Linked DNA regions of Hordeum vulgare: region 1 is linked to region 2. A link is a contact called in public Hi-C data. All regions are on one chromosome and are shown on one strand. The core of a region is the stretch at or near the end of the contact, and the rest is flanking DNA. Distances in the headings are between cores, read along the strand shown. Region 1 holds the start of LOC123434623 (sphingoid long-chain bases kinase 1-like). Region 2 holds the start of LOC123434507 (endonuclease MutS2).

Region 1 (2,700 bases), core at 59-2,558, 820 kb before region 2:
CAAATACCATTTGCATGCTCCTGGTTTGATCAACGAAGCCTGGACATTTATAATCCTACCTGAGGTGCCATGATTCATAAAAAATAATACTGCAAGCCATGCAGCATATCTGGAAAGGCCAAGGCTACAAACAGCTGGCGGATGCTCCTAAGACTACCCACAGTGGGAGTAACATAGGTAGTAACATAGATGCCACATAATCAAAAAAGATGATGTGACAGCAAATTAATGAGGAGAGGGACAAATTGAGTAACATAGCTAGTTACTCATACTATGAGTAACATCACACATACCAAGACAAGATGAGTCTATATGCTAATAAATGAAAATCTCTATGTTAACATTTCTATGTTACTACCCACTATGGAGGTAGTAACTTAGACTAGTAACATATGCATGTTACTATTATATGTTACTTTCCATTGTGGGTAGCCACTAAGGAAAAGACTAAAAAGCAACCTAAGTGGACATCATGTTAGGTACAGCATAGGCTGGTTATTGAAAAATATACAAAAGGTGAAAAACTCTGTCTACCTAACTTGAGCAATCTGAATGCAAAAGCTTTTCATTGGAAGGTACCAAGCAACTTCTAACAAAGTGTGACCCATTCCAGCTTTAAAGCTGTCACTAACAGCTCTGGTAAAGGACAGGCAGCTGAAGTGACCCAACCGCGGCCAAAATCTAAATGTCACAGTTCAAAGCTCATAAGTAAAATAAAATAAAAATCCCCTGCTTAGTTTAAAAATAAACCCATACAGCTTTGCGATAAAATCTCGCTCCAACACACAATTCCACACAGCGGGAACAAAAAGGATTTTCCCAGACCACTAGCAGTAATTTCCTAGCTCGATTGAAACTGAAGGGCGTCTTAGCCTTACTTCTAATAAAACTATGTACTTCAAATTTATCCCAATTCGACCATGCATACATTAACAGGGGCGGATCTAGATGGGCGCACATAGAATTTGTGGAGGTCAGTGAGGTTTATCCAATCGCTGGATTGCAAAAAGGCTCATACCTCAATCAAAAACCAATGGCCAAAATTGCAGACGGAGTCCAGACGGCAGGGACGCGACGAGGTACAACGGGAACGGCGATGGCGGCGAGGCGCGCGAGAGGCGGAGGGGTTGCGGGGGTGAGGCGGAGGGGTGACTATGAGCTACGGCACGGCGGCAGCTCTAGGGCTGGCACACAGGTCGGGTTGGAGCTTGGGTAGGTCAGGACTAGGGAGAGGACGAAGAAGAGGAAAGAATGGTGTACAGGACGGTGGAGAGGAAACCGTGGAGCTGTGGAGCAGGTGGATTTTGACTCCGGGTGCCTGGAGCAGCTATTTGATTCGGAAAGAAACAAAAAATGGTAGGTGTTTTATTTTGGAACTTGGACCTTTTTCAGGGCATGTACGTTTATATTTACAAAGAAAAACTTTGTAGTTTGTAATTAGTATATGTACCAACCTGAAAAATAATAAAAGAATGTGAGGTGGGTATATGACATGTATTAGGTACATTTGTATCTGTATCTATGCAAATCTAAGACAAGTAATTTGGGACAAAGCGATCGAGAGAGTATGTTTTAAAGCTTGAGTTCAGCATTCCAGTCAAAAAATAGCTTAGCTTCAATATGAATTGGTTTGTTGTGACCCCGTCGGCTCTTATCCAAGCGAACAAGGTGGTTAGGGTTTCTGCCTCTCGTCGTCATCGTTGTCGATCTACATCGTTTCCCGTCGTCTTATGTCCATGGGGCGTGATGGACCCCGACCTTGTCAGCGGGATGGCTTCGTTTTTATATGTCCTTCAAGTTTTTTTAGGGTTTGTGTCATGTTCGGGAAGACGAGACGGCGACGACTCTCTCAAGGTGGAAAAAGGTTCTCCCCGCCCTTGTCCCGATGGTGTGTCTAGCATTATTGGAGGGCATGTGGAGGTGTATCTCCAGTGGATCTCGCAGAATTCGATCGGTGGTTGGATTCACTTGGATCCGGTATTCGTTCGTCTACGTCAGTGTATCTTCAGGTTGGATCATTTTGATCTACGCTTCACTTCACGAGTGGCGGTTGCTATTCGGGTGCGTTGGTCTTATGGGGTGTTAACGATGAATTTTCGACTCTCTATTACAATAAGTTTCGCTCGGCTCTGGCGAGTGAGGGGTGATGATGGCGGCACCCCTTCAGCTTGCTCGAGTGCTTATAGTCGTCGCTAGATTACCGTTCAATGTGATGATATGTTGTGTTGTTCTCCCTCTAGTGGTTGACAAAATATTGGAAACAGGGGTACCCCTAATACCTTCCAAGTGGGCCCATTTGGAAAAAAGGTACTAGATTAAACCTTGGAAAAGGGTTCATTTGCCACTCGCTATTATTTACAGCTTGAAGACATGCACAGATACACAACTACCACGATGCTATCAGCCACGGGAGATCATCATGAAAGGAAGTGATGCCAACAGTGATGACATTGGAGGACGGAGCCCCAAGCATCATATACACGTGTCGCAAGGGCAAGTGACCCTTGCAACACTGCACCGGCCATGCATTTAGTGCCCACTTAAGCTACATAGCATAGCCCCTGCAGGCCTATGTGAATAGGCCATCATCATGAAGATTGAGTTGGGTGGGCATCTCGGGCCGATCAGGCATGGGCTTTATCGGTCATATGGACATGACCGAGTCTTGATCCATCCCTTGACCAAATATGGGCGATGCAC
Region 2 (2,700 bases), core at 7-2,506:
GGACTTTGTAAAAAAATCATGAATTTTAAAAATGTTTACGATATCTAATAATGTTCATTATTTCAAAAATGATGTTTAGTATTCAGAAAATATTCCAAAATTTGGAAGATCTTAGGAAAAATGAAAAAGAAATAAATAAAAAGGTAAATAGAAAACTAAGAGAAAATGTGAAACCAAAAAGAAAAGATAAAAATGTAAGATAATAAGAATAAAAACCAGGCAAAAAGCGGTTCATTTGCCAAAAGCGATGGACACTAAATTGTTGACATGAGATTTATGTACCAGTGGCTTAATATTGATTTTCATATTATTTGAAATTATGTTAATAATGATTATTATTTTCATACTGTCACGTGGTCTATTTTAGTGGTTTTTCATAAAATTGATCTAAATAGCTCTAGAATTTGAACGGTTAAGTTTTTTAGGTTTAGGTTTTAATTGGTTTTTGAGAAGTGCTTATATGCCTAGGAATTGGGAGTAGTTTGTGATCGACGAGATTAGTTGTTAAAGTTTTAAACATTCCATTATGCTACATAATAACAAGTGTGGCGTGCAGTGACAAGCTTATAACCTTAAGATTTACTACATCAAATGCATTGTGATTACATGGACACGCCGAACATCATTAAAGATGATTGAATAAATAAATAAGTGTCAACATGATGAGCTACCGTGTTAAAGAAAAAAGAGAACGTTCATACATCAAGGTATTGAACCATACTTATTTGGCTAGGGCATAATATTTTATCTTCCGTTACAACGCCGGGCATATTTGGCTAGTATATATAATATTAGTATATGAAATCTCCATTACAACAACCTAAGGCCCTGTTTATTTCAGAAGTCCCGGGACTTTTTTTAGTCGCAACTTAAAAGTCCCTAGTCCCTACCTGTTTGTTTTCAGGGACTAAATAGGGACTAGAGGTCATTAAATGACATGCAAAAAGACCATGTTACCCTTAGTAATGTAGTAGTTATTAAATGACATGCTAAAAGTAGGGGCATTGTTGGAAAAAGTGACAAAAAAGTCCCAAAAAGACCCTCTCATCGGGACTTCTCCAAATAGTCCCAAATACCCCTTTTTAGTCCCTAAAAGTCCCTCCTATTTGTTTCACATGGGATTTTTTTAAACTTTTTTTAGTCATGCACCAAAAAGTTTCTGGAAACGAACACCCCCTAAGAATGGAATTGGCAACGCGCAAGCGCAAACCGTTCAAATCCGTGTACAACAAGCCGAACTCCGAAGGCTGTAGTGCAGGTCTGGCTAGCCGCGGAAAAACCTTCGGCCGTGCGTTCGCCCACGCCCCTGCAGCCCAGTTCTATCCGAACACACCGGCGCCGTTTGCCCCTCCCCGCCACTGCTCTCCTCCACGGCTCCTCCATGCTTCGCCTCTCCGCCTCTATCTCCCTCCACTACCCTCCTTCTCTCTCCCCATCCGTCTCCCAGCCCCGCCCGCGCCGCCTACGCGCCCTCGTCGTCGCCGCCTCCGCCTCGCCTTCCGCCCGCAGCCTCCGCCTCCTCGAGTGGGGCAAGGTTTGCCGCGCCGTCGCTTCGTTCGCCGGCACCGTGCACGGCCGCGAAGCCACCGAGGTATTTAAGTCTATATATAGGTCCCTGGGGCTCCAACCCTTCCATTGCCTGATCGCTCATGATGCACGGGCTTCGCCTCTGACGCGCGGCGTGGTCGTGCAGAAGCAGCTGTGGGGCGTGGAGGACGTGAGCTATGAGCGGAGCCGGAAGCTTCTCCGGGAGACCGAGGCGGCGGTGCGGCTGCTTGGCAGCTCCGGTGGGGCATTGGATTTCTCCGGGCTGGATACCGTCGCGGTGAGGACCCATGTTTGGTACTCCCCCGTTCACCATTTTAAGATGTTTTAACTTTTTTTTCTAAATCGGCTGTGTGTAGACACGCTTTGTGTGTTTGATCAGAGACAGAGGGGGCAATACACTAATACTATGGTAAATTGGTAATATGCTAAGGAATTCATGTGTACTGACTTTAGTAGAGTTACAATCAAATTGAACTTATACAACATTTTTTTTTTGGAAAAGGAGGTTAAGACCCCCGGCTTCTGCATCAATCGATGCATACAGCCATCTTTATTACTTATTCAACAAAGGTCTGACAAGAACATACATCAAGCCACCTGAAGCCCCCACTCACACCTACAAAACGCGATAATGTGGAGTGCTCTCACTTCACGTATCTAAAACCGATGTCGTCGCCGATCCATTCACATAACGTATCGGAACTAACAGCCGGTGCAGCAGACCTAAAGCGTACACCACACGCACACGTTTTAGAAGCCGTCATCATCATCGAACCGCTGACCCATCTTCAGGAGAGAAATCTGCATCATCCATGCCAGTCCGGCCATCCGTCGACGCCACCACGTCGCCCAACGGTGCCACCTCCCTGCGCTCATCCATCCAGACGCAAAGACTATGTAAGATCTGTCGTGCGTAGCACCTGCCGAACAGGCATGACAAAGCGTAGCACATGTCGGCCGGGCATGACCTGACATCACCACCGAAGCTCCGTGCAGGACGAAGACGCTCCACCTCCTGCCTCTATCTTCCAGCGCTGCTCCACAAACGATGCTCCCTAGAGAGGAACGACACCGCAGTGCTGCCATCTTCCGATCTGGAAAACCAGATCCTAGGGTTTCCCCTGGAGCAGCACGAGTGGATCGACAGTAGTT

Evidence for each region. Hi-C and Micro-C count contacts between places; a contact is called where the count stands out from the background.
Region 1: a Hi-C map of leaf shows a contact between it and region 2, with 3 times the contacts expected there. The contact joins the promoter of LOC123434623 here to the promoter of LOC123434507 in region 2. A contact is called at or near these places in 2 of 6 Hi-C or Micro-C datasets (leaf and seedling).

Annotation. Positions count from the first base shown.
Region 1 is chr1H:334,731,777-334,734,476 of MorexV3_pseudomolecules_assembly, reverse strand. It overlaps LOC123434623 (sphingoid long-chain bases kinase 1-like), which reads right to left and starts at 1,308. Exons shown (of 9, transcript XM_045115523.1): 1 at 1,019-1,308.
Region 2 is chr1H:333,909,753-333,912,452 of MorexV3_pseudomolecules_assembly, reverse strand. It overlaps LOC123434507 (endonuclease MutS2), which reads left to right and starts at 1,256. Exons shown (of 20, transcript XM_045115516.1): 1 at 1,256-1,591; 2 at 1,694-1,825. The coding sequence starts at 1,382.